Regions from separate parts of the Mus musculus genome. Here regions 1, 2, 4, 5, 6 and 7 are each linked to region 3. Evidence: chromatin contacts called from public Hi-C and promoter capture Hi-C data. All regions are on one chromosome and are shown on one strand. Each heading gives the region's core, a stretch centred on a gene start, on an enhancer-like site or on the middle of the called end of the contact. The rest is flanking DNA. Distances are from core to core; before and after follow the strand shown.

The links. Promoter capture Hi-C pulls out the DNA fragments that hold promoters and counts their contacts. Hi-C and Micro-C count contacts between places; a contact is called where the count stands out from the background.
Region 1: a promoter capture Hi-C map of embryonic stem cells shows a contact between it and region 3, with 8 times the contacts expected there. The contact joins the promoter of Sde2 here to the promoter of Trp53bp2 in region 3. A contact is called at or near these places in 3 of 39 promoter capture datasets (embryonic stem cells, hippocampal neurons and pre-B cells).
Region 2: a promoter capture Hi-C map of pre-B cells shows a contact between it and region 3, with 2.5 times the contacts expected there. The contact joins the promoter of Lin9 here to the promoter of Trp53bp2 in region 3. A contact is called at or near these places in 2 of 39 promoter capture datasets (liver and pre-B cells).
Region 4: a contact with region 3 is called in a promoter capture Hi-C map of pre-B cells, with 3 times the contacts expected there. The contact joins the promoter of Pycr2 here to the promoter of Trp53bp2 in region 3. A contact is called at or near these places in 4 of 39 promoter capture datasets (the HPC-7 cell line, embryonic stem cells, hippocampal neurons and 1 more) and 1 of 115 datasets of contacts at active chromatin or transcription factors (astrocytes).
Region 5: a contact with region 3 is called in a promoter capture Hi-C map of embryonic stem cells, with 8 times the contacts expected there. The contact joins the promoter of Cnih4 here to the promoter of Trp53bp2 in region 3. A contact is called at or near these places in 5 of 39 promoter capture datasets (cranial neural crest, embryonic stem cells, hippocampal neurons and 2 more) and 2 of 115 datasets of contacts at active chromatin or transcription factors (astrocytes and embryonic forebrain).
Region 6: a contact with region 3 is called in a promoter capture Hi-C map of embryonic stem cells, with 93 times the contacts expected there. The contact joins the promoter of 1700056E22Rik here to the promoter of Trp53bp2 in region 3. A contact is called at or near these places in 2 of 39 promoter capture datasets (embryonic stem cells and hippocampal neurons) and 1 of 115 datasets of contacts at active chromatin or transcription factors (astrocytes).
Region 7: a Hi-C map of B cells shows a contact between it and region 3, with 6 read pairs. The contact joins the promoter of Ephx1 here to the promoter of Trp53bp2 in region 3. A contact is called at or near these places in 3 of 39 promoter capture datasets (the 3T3-L1 cell line, cranial neural crest and hippocampal neurons) and 1 of 484 Hi-C or Micro-C datasets (B cells).

The regions. Positions count from the first base shown.
Region 1 is chr1:180,849,518-180,852,432 of GRCm38.p6, forward strand. Sde2 (SDE2 telomere maintenance homolog (S. pombe)) reads left to right here and starts at 1,634. Exons shown (of 7, transcript NM_145943.1): 1 at 1,634-1,775. The coding sequence starts at 1,656.
Region 2 is chr1:180,639,390-180,642,614 of GRCm38.p6, forward strand. It overlaps Lin9 (lin-9 homolog (C. elegans)), which reads left to right and starts at 1,761. Exons shown (of 15, transcript NM_001103182.2): 1 at 1,761-2,008. The coding sequence starts at 1,930.
Region 3 is chr1:182,407,822-182,410,670 of GRCm38.p6, forward strand. Trp53bp2 (transformation related protein 53 binding protein 2) reads left to right here and starts at 1,346. Exons shown (of 18, transcript NM_173378.2): 1 at 1,346-1,629. The coding sequence starts at 1,603.
Region 4 is chr1:180,903,011-180,906,061 of GRCm38.p6, forward strand. Pycr2 (pyrroline-5-carboxylate reductase family, member 2) reads left to right here and starts at 1,264. Exons shown (of 7, transcript NM_133705.2): 1 at 1,264-1,520; 2 at 1,734-1,804; 3 at 2,864-3,043. The coding sequence starts at 1,454.
Region 5 is chr1:181,149,338-181,152,199 of GRCm38.p6, forward strand. It overlaps Cnih4 (cornichon family AMPA receptor auxiliary protein 4), which reads left to right and starts at 1,594. Exons shown (of 5, transcript NM_030131.3): 1 at 1,594-1,724. The coding sequence starts at 1,656.
Region 6 is chr1:184,032,299-184,035,291 of GRCm38.p6, forward strand. 1700056E22Rik (RIKEN cDNA 1700056E22 gene) reads right to left here and starts at 1,700. Exons shown (of 1, transcript NM_028516.1): 1 at 734-1,700. The coding sequence starts at 1,562. The coding sequence ends at 858. Dusp10 (dual specificity phosphatase 10) reads left to right here and starts at 2,083. Exons shown (of 4, transcript NM_022019.6): 1 at 2,083-2,271.
Region 7 is chr1:181,015,975-181,019,189 of GRCm38.p6, forward strand. It overlaps Ephx1 (epoxide hydrolase 1, microsomal), which reads right to left and starts at 1,595. Exons shown (of 9, transcript NM_010145.3): 1 at 1,453-1,595.

The sequences.
Region 1 (2,915 bases), core at 384-2,883, 1.6 Mb before region 3:
TAAATGACAAATGCTTGCTGGTTGCTTGGGTCTTCTTCATAACAGAGATTTAAATATAACCGAGGGGTAAAGAGTGAATTCATTCAGACATTAGGTTTTTGGAGAGCAGTAGTAGATAGTTGTAATAAATGACGTGGACTTTTCTTGTTAGAAGGGAATCCTTCTGGGACTTTCCAGCTTACAAAGCATTATTCTGACAAAGAAATGTTACATAACCCTAAACTGACCATGATCTGGTTCCTTGCAGAAGAAGAAGCTGCCAGGCTCTTGAAATGGTCATTTGATTCCCAAAAGGTGAAAAAAATAAATTAGCAGTTAGGACCACATGCTAACGGACAGAATGGGAAAAGATGGAAGGTCACATGCTTCCCAGTTTGTCTGGAAGGTCACATGCTTCCCAGTTTGTCCTGCTTACGTATCGGATGAGACGCCTGTAGGCCTCTGGGTTACTACTACAACACTCATAAAATACTGCTTCTATGCACAACATGCTTTGTGTAATTATTCTTCATCTCCTGGAATCTTCATGGAGGCCCGCTTTCCCGCCTGTGTGCACCAACAGATCTATAACTCCACAGAACTGCAAGTCCTATTTTTGTTCATTTTCACAGTTAAAGGATTTCAAGATTTTGTGCTTTCTCCTCAGCGATTAGTTCCATCGGCCTGCATCTTAACAGCCGAGAATATGGCTCTGCGGGCCAGGGCATCTGTGTTCAGGAGACTGAGTTATCCTCCCGATAATCCTCCCAGCTTCATGCTAGCAGCTTTTAAATTGTTTAGTATTTCAGAGACAACATCATCTCAGCATATTAAATATTAAGGGCCTCCCTCAGCACCCGAACCTTAAAGTTGTTCTCTGTAAAATCTGCGCGAGTGTTCCCAGGGCACAGAAAGAACGTTACAGCGGGGGTTTTTGGAAGCAGTATGGCTATAAACGTCACTCCCGCCCCTGCCGTTCACAAGGGCCCATTTGCTGTGAAATATTTTGAAAACACAGCTGAAGCGGGGACAGCGCAGAGCGCAAACATGCAAAAATAGGAACGAGCCGAACGTGATGGAAGGAACGTGAAGGGGGGTTCAGGAAATGAACATAAACCTCTAGGGAACTACGCAGGCCGGGGCTGCGGTTTGGGGACCACTGGGGGCCGTTCTCTAGGACTGGGAGGCCTCGCGGGTAGAGGAAGCCGTTTTTCTCCCCGCAGCACCGGGAAGCAGTGGCTGCCTGGGACACAGCCCTCCCAATCCCAAAAATAGCTGCACAAACCGGAGTGGCGCGCTGGCCTGCGGCGCTGGGCGGAGCCACGGGCAGCTTATCACCCCCAGCCAAAGCGCTGTAGCCCAAGCGCAGCAACCGCGCCCAGAGCTCGCCCTTTATAGCCAGTCCCTTGAGCCCCGCCCTAGCAACCGCCCCTAGCAACGCCTAGCTCCAGCGCTCCGCGGTCTTATCGGCCTCAGGCAGGCCTTTCCTGTCCCCCTCCCCCACGCCAGCTCGCGTGACGCCGGGCCACGTGACCGCCTTCCGGAAAGGCGGGGGTGAGTGGTGGAAACCCGGGAGGCGGGGCGCTGGAAGACGAGGCCTTCCGTCATCGAGATGCGACCGGATGGCTGTGTCGCCTAGTGCCTGTCGCAGTCCAGAGGTTCCGTCACCAGACGAAATGGCGGAGGCTGCGGTGGTGGCGTGGGTTCGCGGCCCCGGTACCGTGTGGAAGGCGCTGCCGTGTGCCTCGGTTGGGTGCTCCGTGCGCGATGTGATCTACCGACACTGCCAGGAACAGGTGAGGATGGCGGTTCCCGGGAAATGGGGGAAAGAGATCACCAAGCCAGGCTGGGTTCGTCGTTGGGTGTTTCTGACTAATATGGGGACATTCCTCTGCTAGTCTATGGCAGTCGTTGTTTTGTCCCCACGTCGTAAGAGAATCTCCGTCCATTTACTGCGCTTTGTCCAACCTCGACTACAAACTCTCGTTCTGTTTCTTTTATCCCCCCAAATGATACCTTTAAGGTTCTCTTCTTACATTCACATTATAGATAGGAATATGCTTTCTTACCGACCCTCAGGACACCCATCCAGGCCAAAGAACGGTTAGAGAAGGATATGGAGTCATCCTGACAGAGCCAATCACTCACAGATATTCTTGGGCCTCTTTAGACTCTGCCATGTGGATATAAAACCCTGGTTAAGTGCTTCTAAAGTTTTAAGCTTTAATTCCCAAAGAAGCAGGCTTATACTGACTAGGAAATCTCAAACCTCTTCAATCATCTAAAGAGTTTACTGGGTTCCCTGAGTCTAATTTTAATCTGGGCGTTTGGTATAGAACAGTTTTTCTGTATGACTGCGCCTTCGTTGTAGTCTGTTTTCTCTGCTTGTTATGTAGAAACATAACAAATGTTAAAATACCAAATCTGTTCCTAAAGAGACTTGGATGAGTTCCAAGAAGAATATGTGATTTTCTAATTTCTTTGTCCTTTAAAAAACAAGGACAAGAAAGTCTTTCCTTGTAGCCCAGGATGTTCTGAACATACTGGAGGGCTGGGATTATTGGTGTGTCCCACCACATCTAGCCTTTGTTTTCTTCTCTATTCTGCGGTCTAGTAAGAAAAACAGAACCTTTTTTTAGCCATTCGAATTCAGATACTTTCCAAAACAGGTGACTTTTCAATGTATTTGAAGAATAATTTTCAAGTTTTATTTTTAAACTTAAAATTGATCCATAAACAATAGAATCTTAACAATGAGGAGTGTTGGAAATACACTTTTTTGAAAGGACACAGAAATAAGGCTGGGCCTGGTGGTGTATGCCTCTAATCTCAGCACTTGAGAGGTTTGGGGGTTCTTAGCCACGTCTCTATAGTGGTTTTGGGGCAGCCTGGACTATGTGAAACCCTGCTTGAAAGCAAAACAGCCTCCTATCACC
Region 2 (3,225 bases), core at 511-3,010, 1.8 Mb before region 3:
TAATAAATGTCTGTCATTTAGTAATTACCAAGCAAGTCACAAGGTACCTTGTCTCAGAAGCATAAATGGATTAACACATGCTGTTACATTAGAGAGAAACCAAGGTAGTGAAAAATGTATGAAAACTGCCTCTGAGTAAAATCTGACTTGCTCTGATCTGACAACACCTGTCTACTAGGTTTCACCATTCTTGCCTCTCTCTTCTCTCTCAGCTTCCTCCATGTTGATTGCTGCTCTTTTATTCTCAGAGAGTTAAATTATGCCCGATCTCATTTTCAAATTGATGAAGACACCCAAGTCCCAAGCAGGACCAGTTTCCTGTTACGAGGCAGGCTGGTCTGAATGTGTTCAGAAGGCTCAGGGGGGGTTAGATTCTCTCAGAAGGCTAGGTTACTTTGTTACAACGTTTTACTTCCCGCCCACCTCCTCCCCCACTTACCCTGGGCCCAGAAGGGCCAGCACCCATGTGCTTCTCTTGCTCGCACTAGTCTTTCCCCTCACCTCTCGAAAGGTGGATTTTCCATCCTGCCCCTCCCTCCACCCCAGATTCAGCGGTACTCCCTACTGTCTATAAACTGGAGGCTGTAGCAGCAAACAGCTGGCTGCAAGGAGCCATTATAAGTTCTTTCCACTCATTAAGCAAGAGTGGAATTTTTGCCTGCATTTTACTGAGGAGAAGTTGAAGCACAAGTATTAAGCTTGCCTGGGACTGATACAAGTAGCAGCCCAAGTTGCACCCTTAACTTTCACAGCCTGCTGCCCTTTTCCTGAGCCTGAAGTCTTCCACTCTATTGCTCGCCCAAGAGTCTCATCTTGTCTTTCTCCAACCTGTGCCTCACATTCTTGAATGTGTTCTAGAAAAGAAATGAAAGCCTGCCCTTCGTACTACTTAAGACCTCGCTTTATTCTTTTTACCAAGCCCAACTTAGCCTGGGCTGGCCTGTCTAGATCTGCTCTCACCTCACTGAACCATCTTTAAACTTTTTAGTTTGTGGAAGTCACTCATCCACTCGTTTTTGTTTTGTTTTAAATTCTCCATTCGCCGACTACCCCCTCCTCATAAATCCCTGGAGAATAGACCCACCCCGGAGATCAACCACGCTTGTAAAAATAGTAGTTGAAAAGCCACCGTGGTTTAAATACTAGAAAGTGTTACAGATGGGAACCGTGAAATCTTTCCCGGCTTCTTTCAGCAAGGGAGGAATCCCCATCCAGTTTCATTACACTTGGCTAGTGTCACTTGTGTCTTCCCCAAGCATCCTTAGTCACTGTGAGGCTCCCAGCTCACTACCGGTCTCGGGTGGAGCGCATTAGAGAAAGAAAGCAGGACAGTTCACTAGCCCTCGGCCTACACCAACTTGGTGACCTCTCAAGGTCTCGTCCCGGCCGCTCGCAGCTCAGGTTCCGGCCCGGGCCGCCCGGACCCCGCGTCCGTGACCTGCAGGCGAAGCGGACGCCGCGGCCCGGGCACTCGGTGGGGGGGAAGGGCAGGGGCCGGGGCGCCGGAGAAACGCGATCTGGGGAGCCGAGTCCACGTTACTTTGGGCAGAGCCCCCTCCGTGCCAAGCGACCAGGAACCCAGGTCTCGTCCGCCGCGCCACCGGCCCGGGCCTGCGTCCCGCTCCCCTCGGGAACCGGCCTGCAGTTCCCGCAGCCGCAGCGCGGGCCGCGCGCCGGGAGCGAGCGCAGGCGAGGGGGGCGGCGCGGGCGGGCGCATCGGTGCTGGCGCCGCGCCCCCCGCGCTCGGCCCTACCGGGCCTCTCGGCGAGGCGTCCCCTGTCCTCCTCCGGGCCCGGCCCGGGGTGCGGGCGAGGCCCCGAGGCCCCCTCCCGCCGGGCTCGGGCGGAGCCGGACGGCCTGGCGGGAGCAGGCGCCGCGGGCCGCGAGCTCCTCATTCGAACCTCCCTCGCAGACAGTCTCCGCCCCACAATGCACCGGGGCGGGCAGCCTTTGAAAAAGCGGCGCGGCTCGTTCAAGATGGCGGAGCTCGACCAGTTGCCTGACGAGAGTAAGTAGCGTCTCAGAGCAGCCCTCCTTCCCGCCGGTTGCCCGTCCCGGGGTCGCACCGGCCGAGTCCGGTTGCCGGGCAGGTGGGATGGCCGCCAGCCCACCGCAGTCCCCGGCCTTCCTCCTCAGGCGCTGCCGCCGCGTCGCCGCCTTTGTTATGGTGTCTTGTGTGTCTGTTTCTGGGGTTGTGCGAGCGCCAGCGCCGGAAACCGAAAGCCCGGGAGTCCAGCCTGTCCTGACGGAGTCGGCGGCTGCTCTCCCGGAGCGACTGCTGTCGCCGGCCGGGGTGGGCGAAGAGCGGCCCCCCAGTTGCGGGCGCCGTCCTCCTCGCCCGCCCGGTTATGTAACTCGCCGGCCGGGGGCCGGGAGGGCTCGGGCTGGGCACCGGGGACACAGCCCCTCTTGGTGCCCCGGGCCTCCGATCTGATCCTCTGACGGCTCCTGCTTCTGCAGGCACTTGTGATCGCTCCCCCCGACCCCCCGCGTCCATCCTGGAAGTGTTTTCTTCCGTGTCACACAGGCTTGGCCCCTTCCCCTGGGACTACAGGTGGCCCTGGACCTTTCCGGAGATGATCCAGCCGGGATACAGTGCCGAGGTAGCCCCATTCCCAGTCTCCCTCCTGAGTGGATGTGTCTCTAGACTGTGGGGTGGGCATTACACACGGATGTGAGCACCGCAGCCCATATAAGTATGTTATTCTGCCTGACACCCACCCCTGTTCACTGCCTCACTTCTCCTTCTATACTCACAACCTCTGAGACGGATGTTCACCTGTCCGCAGACAGTAAAGCCAGCTACTCTGCGACCTAAGGACAAGGGAACAATTTTGTAATTTTCATATTGCACACATTATTAAAAGGCATTTTAGTTACAAAATGGTCTTGAAGCAACACGTACTCTGTGGTGTGTATTTGTAGCCCTTGGTCAACGAAAGGTTCGCAGGTGTGGTGGCGCACATCTTTAATCTCAGCACTCGGTAGGAAGAGGCAGGTGGATCTCCGAGTTCGAGGCCCACCCAGTCTACATACCAAGCTCCAGGACAGCCAAGGCTACACAGAGAAATCCTGTCTTGGAAAACAAACAAACAAACAAACCTCCAAACTGAGCAATCTGTATTTAGAACGATTGTATCATTTTTATGACAAATAAAGTAGTGGTTTTGTTTTTTAACCATTTGGTGTGCCCCAACAGGAAGTCAGGTCAGAGAAACCCGTTTC
Region 3 (2,849 bases), core at 96-2,595:
GCCTTCTAGTGCTGGGACGACAAACAATAAGTGCTCATTCTTTCTGTTGTGCTTTGTATTAAAACCAGGAGTTTATTCATGTTAAACACTCTATCACTAAACTATGTCTGACTCCAGGGACCCCCCCCCCCCCGTTTACATTTTGAGACCTATTCTGCTAAAGCTGCCCTGGGAACCCTTAAATTTGGGATTTTCCTGCCTCAGCATTCTGAGTACCTGGGGATATAGATCTGTGCCACACACAGGTCAATTTATATTTAATTTTTATAAAAGTGTCATTTGAGGTAAGGTCTTACTCTTTCAGCTCAGGCTGGCCTGGAACTCACTGCAATTCTCCTGGCTCAGCCTCCCAAGCGCTGAGATTACTAGTGCACGCTACCACATTCAGCTGGCTCCATTCTTGAAGCTGTATACATTCTGGTGCTTCATTTCATTTCGTTTTGGGGACTCTTCTGTCCTCTGATTCCAAATGAGCTTGCACGGGTTACTTGACGTGAAATGAGCTTCGTGGAGTTAGTGTTCCTGAAGCCTATGTCTCTCTGGATAATGGACTCGACTATCTGCCTCCCTATCAAAGCGAACTACTGCCAATTTCCCAGCGTGAGCTTCGACGGCTCCAAAAAATGGTCCTTGTGTTAAAAGTGTTTACAGGTCGTGATGAGCTGAAGAGCGCCCCAGAAAGCTGTTTTTACCCATTTTCAAATCCTTTGAGCGTGCTGTTCAAAACACAGGGAACCCCCCCACTTCTCAACACTGAAGGGCTTTTCCCTTCTTACATTATAGAAGTAACAGGCCATTCAGAGGGGGGTCTTGGACATCGCCTGAGGGATGAGGACAAATCCGAGAGCGCCTTCTGTCAGGAACGTGCTCCGGCCCGGCGGACTCGCAGGTCTCCATCTTGTGGGGCGCTCGGATCCCTCAGGGCGCCCTGAGTCAGGTGTGTGAGGCGGCGCCGCCCAGGCCCCTCGGCGTCCGGCGCCTTGTGGCTGGTTCATGGTTCCTAAGGCAAAGGGCTCAACTCTCTTGAGCAACTCGGAACCGCCAAGGAGGTGAGGGACACAGCCCTGGGCTCCATCCCCGCGTTTTACGATTATTGTTCTCCTGCGGCGCCGCCCTCCCGTGCCTTGGCTCCGCCTGGAGGCGCGTTCAGGAGCAGCTCCGCCGCCTGCATCTTCCTCCCTCGGAGCAAAGGTTCCCGCCCCCTCTGGCACCGCCCCCAGCATCTGCGCATGCGCCTTCGCCGCCCGGTTGGCGCTCCGCTCCCCCTTACCTCAAGCCTTGGGGCGCGCCGCGGGCGGGGCTTCGTGGGGGGCGGGGCCAGCGCGCCTCGGTGGGGGCCCGGCCGGGATTAGTTGGTTTCGGCGAGAAGGAGGAGGAGGAGGTGGGAGTCGCGAGCGCCGAGACAAAGCCGCGTCCCGGAGACGGGCGAGGGGATTGGGCCCCGGACTCGGTGGCGTCCCGGTCCGCTGAGGGGACTCCAGCGCCGCTGCCTCGCAACAGGTCGGCCGCCGGGCGCGCGGCCTCGTTCTCGCTTGGCTTCCCCGGGCCCGCGACCCTCGGGTCACTTCTGCTCGGCCAGGCCGCCGCCAGACCCCCGCTTCCATGCGGTTCGGGTCCAAAATGATGCCGGTAAGCGGGTGGGCGTGCTGGGGCCCGGAAGTGTACAGGGCGGGGGGGCCGGGTCAGCGGAGCCGGTGGAGCTTCGGGCTTCGAGGCTCTGAGGCTCCGTCCCTCTGGGTCCCCGCGACGGTCGCGATGCTGCCCCGCAGGCAGTGCGGCAGCCCGGGCCGCTGCTCCAAACTTTGCTTCTCGGATGAGACCTTTGGGGAAGCTTGTTTTGAAGGTCAAGAGCCGGGGAACCTTGTTCTTAGCCTATTTCTTTGAATTGTTTTGAGGCTTTTTACTGAAGTGAAGCATAGCGCTTGAAAAGGCTTGCCTTTCTTTTTCTTTCTGCCAGTTTTTTTTTTTTTTAACTTGAATTTCGATCTGATGTTGGTGATAGCAGCCATGTCACCCTATCTATCTCTTTGTGGAAACAGGTTTTAGTAAATGCAGCCTTGAAAGTTTTAGTTCAGAGGAAAACTTCAGTGCCCCGCTCCCCCAGCTTTTTTTCTGCAAGACCTCTAAGAAAGATGAGTGAATTCTTTTGGCATCTGACTTGGCCAGCGTCACAGGTGACTTGCAGGTTGAATGGAGGTGTTTCTGAAAAGCCCCCTTAGCAAGCACAAGATCTGACTGGTTATGGTGGCTCCTGCAGCCGTGTATTTATTTCCTCGTGGGTGTTGTATTTGTTCTCCTCTCAAGCAGGATTAATCGCAGTCAACCTAAGTCCTTTTTTAAAAAATAATTTTTATATATTCTTTGAAAGGTCACGTATTTTAGCCATATCCATCCCTAAACCCCTCATCAACTCACGTTCTTATCGCATCACTTGTTTAAGAAAACAAAACGATAAAAACTTAAAACAACTTAATTTTTTTGCTTTTATAAAATCCAAGAAAGAGTGTTAAAATTTGTGTTTCAATGTTCTATTTTGTTTTGGTTTTTTTGTAATTACACGTGCAGAATATACTATACTGTCTCTTTGCCCCTTTGCGTTGTGGAGGGTGTTCCTAAATTTTTCTAGGTTGGACACATATATAATATTTTGGTTATTAGGTTATTAGGTGGCTTGGGATGGTTACAATTGCTAAGAGTCAAGAAATTTGGAATTACTAGCATTTTGTAACTAATGGTTTAGTCTCATTTATTAAGTTAGGGCTGTGATGTGAATATCTTAAAACGCATACCTTGGTTATGATAGACTGTTTTGTTAACTTTTTTATTCCTGTGTTTTTATCTCACTGTTG
Region 4 (3,051 bases), core at 14-2,513, 1.5 Mb before region 3:
GTACTCTGTCCCATTGTCTGGTTCTTCCTAATTCTCAGAAGGGGCAGGCGTGTTACTTAAGGATAAGACAAGGGTGAAGGCCCTGAGGCACTGATAAAAATGATGCTGGGGGCGGAGAACCCGGGGAGAGGGGAGGGAGGAGGCTGAACTGGTTTTCCTATTGGCTGGGAGGTCCGGAAGGGAAGGGCTGGACGGTAGGGTCAGGGTGGGGCACTCCTGGAGGGTGTGTCCCAAATGGCTGGGTGGGAAGGTAGCTATTCATCTACCTCACTGTAGCAGAATACAAGAAAGCAGATAGTATGTATGTAGTTTCCAATTCTAGGAAGACTGGTAGGAAGGTCCATTGAGTTCAGGAACTTAAGTCTAGCCTGGGCAACAAAGCAAGAGATTCTGGCCAGAAAAAAAAAATCGTTCCACTTTAACTGTTTGGTTCGTCCATTAATGGAATAAATACACGTTAGAATCTTGTGTAAAATAACGTTTCGGTGGCGTTGGGAAACTGCTTATGATTGGTATACTATAGAAATGTATGTACTACACGCCTATAATCCCATCCCTCAAGAGGATGAGGCAGGAAGGTCACTAGTTCAAGAACAGCCTGGGCTACATAGTGAAACACTTTCCAAAAGTCAAACCCAACTTGTGGCTGTTCCTGAGCCCTCTGGTGCGTCTGGACATGTTTCGAGAAATCTTTCTGGGAATAAACAATACAATTCTAATGGAAGAGAGGAGATGTCACTGGTGATTCGGGACAGCTCCTGAAAAGCTTCGATGCTGGGTCTCTTTGTATACTCTAAAACCACAAGGTGGGGTGGACAAACAAGCAGTCATTTCTCACTGTCTCAGCTGTTTCTCCAGGTCGCCCTGTTCCGGGTAGCAAGAGAAGTCATGCTTGGCCAACAGGCCGTGCAAGCAGTGCTTTAAGGAAATCACTAAATAAATCAACAAATCATGATCTAGTAATTCGTCTTTTCTACCTAGTTCTACTTCGGAAGGAGCATGCCGAAGCTGGCTAGCTGTAGCCTGGTGTCCATGAGGGGTACATCTCTAATAGGCGTTTTGGAGATCTCACTCCTGAACCAGAGTTAGAAACCAACTCTTCTAACCAGGAATTACCAGTGTCCCAGGCAGGGCCAAGCAGACCCGCACCAGCGGAGCTAACAGGTTCCACCCGCTGCGCGATCAGGAGGCGGGCGCACGGCCTGACGGCGATGCCGATTGGTCCGCCCCAGACCCGAGCCTCGGATTGGTTGCCTTGGACACGTGGCCAACCGGAGGCTGCGTATTTGGCGGTGGATGCTCTGGGATACTTGGGGCCTCTCTAGCAGTTCATCTGGTGCATCCCGGTTTGAAAGCTGTTCCGAGCAATTCGGGTCCATCTTTTTCCACGCGCGGACACTGACCCCGGGATCCCCAGAGTCCCCGGATCGGCGCTCGCCGGGATCCTGCGGCCATGAGCGTGGGTTTCATCGGCGCAGGCCAGCTGGCCTGTGCTCTGGCGCGGGGCTTCACGGCCGCGGGTGAGCGCGTGGTCAGCCTTCCCTCTCACCAGAGTGAACGAGTGAGTGAGTGGGTGGGTGGGCGATGAGTGAATGTGAATGGATGGTAGATTTGCATCCATCTGCTGGGAGCATAGCGTCGGAGGCCGGCACTGCTAGAGCTGCTGTTGGCTTCCATTGATGGACTGCATGATTGGGCCATGATCTACAGTTGAAAAACTTTGTTTTCTGTAGGCGTCCTGTCGGCTCACAAGATAATAGCCAGCTCCCCGGATATGGACCTGCCCACGGTGTCTGCGCTCAGGGTAGGCTAGGAGGGATGGAGGGAAGTGGGCAAGAGGAAGAGGCCCAGGAAAAGCGTGTCCGGAGATGCCCTGAGTCTGGCAGGCTCCGACTCTCCTTTAGGGAAGTCATCATTGTAAGCCCTGCACCTTCTCTGAGGCAGCCTTGTGTGGTGGGAGCTCCCAGGCAAAGTTAGTGTCGGATCCTACTGGGGTGAAAGTAGGCATATAAGAAAGGTTCTTTTTGGGCTGGTGAGATGGCTCAGCGGGTAAGAGCACAGACTGTTCTTCCGAAGGTCCTGAGTTCAATCCAGCAACCATATGGTGGCTCACAGCCATCCCTTAACAAAATCTGATGCCCTTTTCTGGAGTGTCTGAAGACAGCTACAGTGTACTTACATATAATAAATAAATAATTCTTTAAAAAAAAAGGTTCTTTTTGTTAGTCTGCTTTGAATTTCACTGCATAGCCCGTGTTGGCTTCTAAGTCTGGAAAATTCTGCTTACCGATGTTGTAAATGACAGCGTTGCTAGGGGACTTGGTGAGTTACGTAGTTTCTTTATTCAATAAAGCTTAATGTCCCAAGTCTTCTAACATCTGGCCAATGTGGGACAGGTGAGCAGATGAAGCACTGTGGATACTGTTTGTGCCTAGTATAGGCTTATGTCCCCAACGCTGTAGGACCCCAGCTATGCACCTCAGAGCCCTAGAGGGGGCCCCGTGGAGACTTGTTACTCCGGTAAACAGCTGTGAGGTTGGGAGTGGGCTTTGCAGCTCTGCTTCCAGACTCTGGGTGCTCAGCTCTTTCCATCAGTTCTCTCTCACCTGGCAGAGAGGTTCGAGATTGCTGGGGTTGAGGGGACAGCCACTTTCCTGGCCATGGTGGAGCAGCTTACCATTTTGTACCTATTTGTCCGGTGGCAGGAAAGGAAAGCTGCCATTTGGGGATAGTCACGGAGCCCTGAAGGCACAGAACAGAGTGTTGGCTACAGTTGACAGAGAGGGTCTGCTATTCTATGGGTGGCACGGGCTCAGCCATATTACCTAGCATTACGGACAGGGTCCCCTACTCCTTACTGCAGAGGATGGGTGTGAATCTGACCCGAAGCAATAAGGACACTGTGCGGCACAGCGACGTCCTGTTCCTGGCTGTGAAGCCCCACATCATCCCCTTCATCCTGGATGAGATTGGAGCCGACGTGCAGGAGAGGCACATCGTGGTCTCCTGTGCAGCCGGGGTCACCATCAGTTCTGTGGAGAAGGTGCTGTT
Region 5 (2,862 bases), core at 344-2,843, 1.3 Mb before region 3:
TGACATTGCAACAATGCTTTTGAGTTTTAGGTAGAATTAAGACAAAATTCATCATAATGGGAAATGGTAATTTAATAATTGTGGTTAGCGGGGGTGGGGGTGGGTGGGGTGTGTGTGTGTGTGTGTGCTGTAGAGATGGCTCAGTGGTTAAGAGTACTGACATCTCTTTCAAAGGTCCTGAGTTCAATTCCAAGCAACCACATGGTGGCTCACAATCATCTATATTGGTATCTGATGCCCTCTTCTGGCATGCAGACATATATGCAGGTAGAGCACCCATACATTAAAAAATTTAAACAAACAAACAAAATAATTGTGGTTAATTGTGGTGTGAGCTATTACATTTTCTCAGGATAAAAGACCATCTAAGGGATGTAGGACAGGCCCAGTGTGGTGGTAAAAAGGGTGCTGGATCCGTGGAGATGGAATTACAGACAGTTGTGAGCTGCCATCCAGATTCTGGGAATGGAATCCAGGGAGCCATCCCTCCAGCACACCCCCTACCCCATCCTGTTTTTTTTTCTTTTTTCTTTTTAAGCACAGCAAGTGCCTACTGTCTTGGGCCTCTCTGCTCCTTGTAAATCGTCCAACCCTGTGTGAAACCCTCAGCCTGGTCTCTGCTGCTCTTCAGGGGTTTCTTCCTGCCCTTCAGGGTACTTGGGACTGCTTTTAATTTCTGTGGTTTATTCTATCTCCCCTACACTTACTATGCAAGGTGCAGGCTTGTGGGTGCCTCCCCTCTCTGTTCATTGTGTCTCTTAAGACCTAGAACAGTGCCTCACATACACTACCTGCTTTAAATTTAAATTTAAAATGAAAGTTAAATAAATGGATGAGCGAGTGAATGGCTGCTGGAATTGGCTTCCAAAGGCAACAGAACCCACCCAAGTTCTGTTTTGAATATTTAGTTGCTACTTTATTGCCCTTTTAACCACCAGAGCAGTTGTTTGCTCTGTTCATCTCTGCACTTGAAGTGTACAGTAGCTCTTGGTCTATAGTAAGGGTGTAGTAAAAATTATTTGCCTCCCTCTTTAAAAAAAGGTTGATAACTGGATTCTGTAAAATTCTTCAAATTCAGAGGTGAGAAAGCTTGCTGTTATCAAGAATTGGCAAGCAACTGGGTAAGTGCTGGGGAAACAGGTCAGGAACTGAAGAGCAGAACTCAGTGGCTTTGTATTTGAGATGAAAAGTTATAGAATGCAGGAGGGTAGAGAACAGGCGTTAAAGCAGCCATGTGTGGAGACCTATGCCAATAATCCCAATGCAAAGAGACCCAAGTTAGAGGCCAGGCTGGGCTTACAGAGCAAGATCATACCACTCGCATACAAAGCGCATTCCACAGAAACCAACAATGATAGGCAAGGAAGGATGGATACAAAGTGAAAGAGAGACAGAAAATTTCATATGATAGGCAAGGAAGGATGGATACAAAGTAAAAGAGAGACAGAAAATTTCATACAGGGTGAGTAACTTCATGCAGTGGATACTAAATGAGGGTGAGGTCCACCTGCTATGCTCCCTGGGCACTAGTGAACTTCATTTCCCATCATGCATCGCGTCGCGGAGGTGGCGTTTTTGGACCACAACTCCCGGCATGCCGCCTATCCCAGCGGCGCGGCCCGAAGCTGGTTTGACGGGCGGAGCGGCGGCGGAGGATGGAGGCGGTGGTGTTCCTCTTCTCGCTCCTCGACTGTTGCGCGCTCATCTTCCTCTCCGTCTACTTCGTATCCTTGGTTGAAGCGGGCCGCGGCCGCCGCTCGTTCCCAGGGCTACCGCCGGGGCAATGGGCAGAGGGTGGGCCCGGCGGGCGCTGGCAGGTTGGGGTGAGGGGGCGGCGGCGCGGGCCCGGGTCGCGAGCGGAGGAGCCTCGCTGCGCCTCGGGCGGGCCTGAGCCAGCTCCCCCTGCCTCCTCTTCGCCTGCCTGGGCCGCCGGGGGTCCCCGAGAGAGCGAAGCCGTTCAGGGGCATAGCCGGCCGGCCTGAGGCTTTGCCGCCTTCTCTAGTCCCCGGCAGCACCCTTGCCCCTTTGTCCTTGTGGGTGTCTGCCCTTCTGGAGACTCCCCACACCCAGGAGATGACTCATTCCAAGAACTGGCGGTGTGCTTCCTTCACGTGCAGTTCTTTAGGGTTTTTGAAAGAAGCATCCACAAAGTGTTTCTGGTTGCCTTCCGCAGTGGACTATCTGTAAACTCAGTAACTATACCTGTGGCTTAATCCCCAGTTTCTAAACTTTATATATATATATATAAAATCCGTGTTAACATTCAGTATTTTCTATAGTTGTTTCTGTTACAGGTTTCAAACAGTATTTTCCAGACCAGTACATGGTGTTCTTCAGCCTAGCACTGTAGTAGTTGTGTGATGTGACTTCAGTACTCTCAGTCCTTGGGGGATGATAGTCTTTGTTACAGCACGCTGCTGTAATGCAGTAGTGTAATGCACAGACCACTTTTAAGTAATTAGATATGACTAGTAAAGTGCTCCAGGACCTGTGGCTGTTGCCCCTTTCCCTATGAAATCACGTCCTCTTTTCTGATCGAATTGAACTTTTTGTTTGTGCAGCCCTGGAATGGCTGCACAGAATATATTTCCCGCTTTTATGATGAACTGACAGTTTGTCTTAATAGGAAGAAACAAACTTTGGAACTATGAACCTTGCCCAGTACTGTATCTTACCTGCTTCGATTTTCTTTAGGATTGTAGATATGTATTTCCTAAATATACACAGTGAGAATTTGTGTCAAACACCCAGTGGCTGCCCAATTGAAATTATCTAGCAGCAGTTCTTACTTTGATGATTTCTCATGCAAAGAGCCCTGTGTTTTATTAGCTTTGAGGAACTGAATAAAAGGGCAAGATCTCT
Region 6 (2,993 bases), core at 450-2,949, 1.6 Mb after region 3:
TAATAATCATCTCATTAAATGAGTTACATTTCTTTCTCACATTGCCGGCATCAGGCTTTGTGAATCACAATTTACAGGTTGTCAGTACCTTTAGACAGAGGCTCCTCCAGCCTAAAGCAAACACAACCTTCCCAAAGCCTTCGGTCAATAGAGAACCTCGCTCTACTATACCCCAACCACTTCCACAAGCATCTTTTCATCTTTTTCGGAGCAAGGACGGGAGTTTGCTGTTTACAAATGTACACAGTGATGAACACAGCAAATGTGGCTGGACAGACAAGCATCAGACCTAATACCTAGAACTCAAACCGTAAATGGGAACCCCAGCAGTAAATATTCAGGGATATAGATAACCTACAAAAGTGCTCTGGGAAATTCTTTTCTGGGTTCCACGGAAAATGCGCACAGCCTACCTCCTCCACTAGCCTGATCCTGCTAATCCTCAAAGATCTAAGGACCAAAGGGTGCGACCTGGACACTCGTGTGCAGACATTCGGGTGTGGGTGCTGTGTATTTGGGTGTGTAGACAGAATGGGGCTAAAGAAAATCCTTTTCCAACCCCAGTGTGCACTTGTGTAGAAGTGCTCAACTCAAGGGAGATCATGCTGAATCGACAGAGCTAGTCAGCGAAGGTGATGATGGTTGGACACCTTATGATCCTAGATCAACAGCAATGGTGAATGTCTGGGGCCTAAAGCAAACGCCTCCCATCATTAAGGACATCTGAACCTGCCACGGAGCTGATAATGTTTTATTCCACTTCAATTACTTCACATTTTGGTCTTCCTCTCTGAGGGGGTAGGGAGGTATAAAAAGCTCTATTGCTTTAGGATTCTTTAACGCAACTTCATCACAGTTCATCTGGGCTTTTCCACTCCTTTGAATTCCAGGGTCATTCTTCTGTACCTTCCCTGATATTTTTCTGGCAAGGCGCTAGCAGGCTTGCTCAGCTTCCCACTTCTCTTCACCGGTGACATACCCCGACCAGTAGTGACCCCTCTGATGGACAAAGTTCGGGGAATCGGGAGAGCTGGCGTGGGCCCTTCCATGCTCCTCAAGCGCCGCTCATTCTGGCTGTTCAACCCGAGCTCTGGCTCCTTCCCGCCGGCGCTTGCTGTTCCAGGCTGGCGCTCCTTGGCTCGCCGAGGGCCCTGCGCCACTGAGGGCCGGGGGCGGCCCAGCACCGGGGGGCGGATGGACTGCGGGCTCCAAAACATCGCACAGGGGGAGGTGGCCGCGGGAGAAGCGGGGACCGCGTTGGGAGGAGGTCGGTGCCTGGGCTGCGGGGCTTGTGGGGCGTTCGGAGGGCCCGGCCACGCCCAGCTCTGCGGGACGGCGCCCACGCTGCCCTTCAACACCGGCCCCCAGTGGCTGCTCTCACAGAGCCAGGCGTCCTCCTCCGAGTAGCTCTCCGGAGTGCCGCCTTCGGGATCGGAGTCGGGCTCCTGAGAACAGGTTGGGGACGGCGGAGGAGTGACAGGGTCACGGAAGTAGGGGAACAAGAGCACGGCGCGCAGCCGCCGCGCGGGAGAGCAGTAGGGCAGCCGGAGGGGCAGCGACATCTGCGGGCCGGGCCAAGCGGGGCTGCGGGGAGGCCGGCCCTGTGCACGCTCACGTCCCGCGCGGCGCAGCCACAGCCATGGAGGGACCCGGCTTCGAGTCGTCTCCGGCCTGGGGAAAGTTGGATGGACACTCCACCTGGAGTCAAAAGGCGGAATGGAGACCCCGCGAGGCTGATGTCCTCAACAGGGGGCGGGGGAGGGTCAGAAGAACCAGTTTCAGCCGGAGCGACCAGAGCAAGCCATTGACACTTCAGTCCCAGGAAGGGTTAACCGCGTCCTGCTGCCTAGGTTTACATGTAAATAGAGAGCCGCTGCTCCAAGCGGGCCCGGGCTAGCACTTTTAAGTTTTTGATTGGTTGCCAATGACATCACCACCCGCGCGTTCTAACACACCAAACCCACTAGCGGGTCCGAGCCGGCCTCCCTCCCAAGGCGAGGCCTCGCCCCTTTCTCCGCCCTCCTCGGCTTCTTATTGGTCAGAGACCACTGTGATGTAGCGGGCGGCAGCCTCTGGGTCTTCATTGGCGTATCGCGCCGTCGCTCGGAGGCAACCCCGCCCCCTCCAAAGCTTACATTTACGCTGTAGCAAAAGAGAAAGTAACTCTGTGTTGCTGCTGGGGATCAATGAAGCTGAGTGAATGGGGGCGCACTGCGCGAGCGCATAGCTGGAGCGGGCGCCAGATGGTAGAGGGCTACGCTTATTGATGAAGTAAGTGGAAGACATCACGGGTCACTCAGAGCCGGAGGGTGGAGGGTTCCGTGTGTGTGTGTGTGTGTATGTGTGTGTGTGTGTGTGTGTGTGTGTGTGTGTGTGTGTGAGTGAGAGAGAGAGAGACAGAGACAGAGAGACAGAGAGAGAGAGAGACAGAGACAGTGTCAGAGAGACAGAGACGGACCTACGTCAGGTAAGGAAGATCCTAAGGTTTAGTCTTTTGGCTCTGCTTGCCCTGGGATGAAGAGGGGAAATGAGTTTTGGTTTGGTTAAGATGCTTTATGGCAGTTTTCAAAGCCCAAGGCTTTGCTCATGATGCTCAGTGGTGGCACGGAATAGGGATGCTACGTGCCCCAGGAGTGGGGAAGGAGCATTCTTTAAGCACTTGGTTTTTCTTCAGTCCCTGTTAGTGGTGGAAGGAAGATTAGCGAGAAAGGGGGTAGGGGGTTCGTGCTATTTTTGTGGGAGGTTTCCCGGGCCAGACTGGCTTTGGAGCTATCTGCTGCAAGGATGCAGATCTCAGTGCGCTCTGTGCCCGTGTGTGAGCAGCAGCACAGTGAAGAGGTACCGGTCCCAGCCTGTGTCTCTGGAAAGTCGTTCCCGGGTTCTCCTCCTAGGGAATAGGCTACTAATCCTGGATGTCCCCTTACCAGGTAGCAAAATAGCAAAGACTTTGACTGCATTCATGTTCCAGCTGGGACACAGTTAACAGTTTTTGG
Region 7 (3,215 bases), core at 345-2,844, 1.4 Mb before region 3:
TCCCTCTCAGTTCATCTGGGCAGCAGGTGTGTAAGGCACAGCCAAAGGCTGGTGCAGTCACACCAGATAACATGGGGATTAGGGATGGTGCTGAAGGTCACCCAGCTGACTCCAGGAGCACCCGAGGGTCTAGGGAAATCTTGTTTTCTTGGTCGGAGGGGCAGCTGAAAGCTTGGAGCCTCCTCACTGACTCTGGTCTCTCTTCCAGAGGGCAACTGAGGACATAAAAGCCACCCACAGCAGGCGCACCTCTGCCTCAGGGCCTTTGCATGTTCTCCTCAGCCTTGTGCAGCTGGATACTGAGTAGTGAGGCGCACTCCTGACCCTCCTGACCCTCTGGAGTGTGAAAGTGTGGCCTCTTCCTCTCTAGTCAACAGTCCTGCTCCCTCTTTATGACCTCCTATTTCCTACAGCTCACAAATATAATTTATATTTTACAAAGATATGTTTATTTATTATGTGGTGTTGGGGATCTGACCCAGGACCTTGAATTTTGTTTGTTGTCTGCATTCAAAAGCTCCCAGAGCCCATGAGAACACATTCCCTGCTATCCCCAGGGTGGGTGGGTGGGGGGCAGTGTCTGAACAGTCAGTCCGTGTCGTTGAGCACGGTTGCACTGAACATACTTCTTTAGGGACACAGGAAGCCCTCACGTGGCCCGCCTGGTGTGGGTATTAGGGAATGGAAAGTCTTTGCTGAACACGCCCACGTTTTTGTTCCACCCTTCCCCCCAGCCCCCTCAGCTTCAAGTCTTGTGTGAAGTCAGACCACGCACAGCCAGTGAAAGCCTCCACTTGAGGGAGGAAGTCACTGTCACAGTAAAAACAATGTGAGCCTCTGGGGCTCTGCGACTTTAAAAAAAAGATCAGGCCGAAATCGGAGGCAGAGAAGCAAATGTCGCAGATGTCCATCTCTACAATCCTGCCAGCAGCACAGAATGCCAGCAAAGGCACAGCCCTACTGTCAACGCGCATGCATACATACCGGATCCCTCCACCTCCCTCCTGATCCCGCCAACCAGATGCCAGAAAGGCTATCCAGACTTCTGGCCGCCGGAAGTTTAAATGACGGGAGGTGCAGACTGGAGAAGTTAAAATTAAGAGTCACTTGGACGGCGCCCTCAGCTACCTGGATTGGCTCAGGTGCCTGGGCAAGTAGCAAGCCTGGAACCCAAGGGACAAACATGCATGGGGGGGCGGGCGGGCGGGGAAACCAGGGGGCTGAGGAGCCAGCATCGCTGTCAGGCGCAGCACCCACCCCTTGCTTCCGAAGCGCAAGCAAGGGGTTGACGCCCCTGGAAGAGGATGGAGCATCAGATGCAGGACTAAGAAGCATGGCCTATTGCACGCCTGGATCGGTCTTAGGATAAGGGGAAGCGCATTTAGCTGCGGGAGATACGCGAAGCCCTCGCAACTCTCACGCTGGAGTGCCGCTGCTGTCCCCGGAGCTTACTGTCAGGGTCGCTCTCGGGTTCCTACTCCCGCGGCGGCTGGTGTGCAGTTCCTCCACTCTCAAACTCCTCTTGAGCCTCTTTGCCTGCTGCTGAGCTGGTGACACCAGCTGCCTGTTAGCCCCGCCCCCACTAGCCCCGCCCAGGCCTTGGCCCCACCCCCGAGTTGGCTGGTTGGCCAAGGCTAGCTGAGCATCTAGCTAAGGTGTTTCACCTATTCTGGCAAAGTCTGCTGTTCTGAACAGGGTATTGGCAGTTTAAACTCTGCAGTCTGTGGACTCTACACACAAGAGCCCAAGCTGGCCTGGTGCTACAGCCTTCCTCTCACCTTCCTAGCAGTTCGTTGTAACCATTTTATAAGCGAACCAGTCAGTGAGCAAACATCTGGGGATAAAGCTTGAGGGTAGAGTGTCTCGCGTGGGCAAGGCGCTGGAGTTCATTCCCAGAACCACAAATAAAATAGTGAAGTGTGGAATGAACACACAAACCTGAAGTTTGTCGTTAAGTGCACCCTGTGAGGCTGGCTGATCTGAAGCCCAGGAGGCATGGACACCAAGCAGAGGCCAGCACAGGGAGGAGGGAGAGAGCGCTGCCTAGCCAGCAAGCAGGAGTAGGACAACCACAGTTCCTGGCACCCTTGGGGCTAACCTGCTCTCCATTAGCCAGCCTGCCCAGTGCCCTGTCTTTACCCCCGCGGCCCTCCTAAGACTCGCCTAGAACCTTCTCAGGCTTCAGCAGCCACACAGACAAGATGACCAGGCACACCACTGTGAGGGCCTAGCAGTGCCTGCCGCGGGGTCCAGGTTTATCATCCTACACACATGTGAAGCGTAGGGATCCTATTTTCACCTCTCACCTCTGATCTCCAGCCTCCTTCGCTGCTCATCATGGCCCAAACCCTCTCCGTTCTAACGGAGAGCCGGTTTCTCTCCAGTGAACACATTCAACTCATTCCTGCCTCCGTGGAACTCCTGGATAGTGTGTCCTCAATCCTCTCTGGGAACCTGGGATTTCCAGGTACTGCAGCTCCTTCCCCTCCCCAGCACACCGTTTGCACACCTGCCGTCCTCCTCTGCAGTGTATAGTCCAGGCTTGTTTCATAGCGCCCTCTAAACTGTTCCCACAGGAGCGCTGCCTCCAGCCATTCAGCAAAGCAGTAAACGTATTGTTCTTAACAAAGTGTAGATGGAAACATTCTAATGTGCTGGGCAATGGTGGCTACACCTTTATTCCCAGCATTCCTTGAGTAGGAGCCAGAGGCAGGCAGATCTTTGACTATGATGCCAGCCTGGTCTACAGAGAAAGTTCCAGGACAGCCAGGGTCACACAGAGAAACCCTGTCTTGAAAAAGAAAGAAAGGGGCTGGTGAGATGGCTCAGAGGTTAAGAGCACCGACTGCTCTTCGGAAGGTCCTGAGTTCAAATCCCAGCAACCACATGGTGGCTCACAACCATCTGTAATGGGATCTGATGCCCTCTTCTGGTGTGTCTGAAGACAGCTACAGTACTTACATATAACAATAAATAAAAAAAATTACATTGTCTCAAAAAATAAGAAAATAACTAAAAATAAAAAAAAAAGAAAGAAAGAAGAAAAGAAAAGAAAAGAAAAGAAAAGACAAAACCATAACACTAGTTGCTGGTGATGGATGTATCATCCTGTGAATGTGATAAACCTACTTGTCTTAGTTAGGTCTCCTACTGCTAAGATAAAATATCGTGATCAAAGCAGCACAGGGAAGAAGGGATTGGTTTCAGCTGGAAAC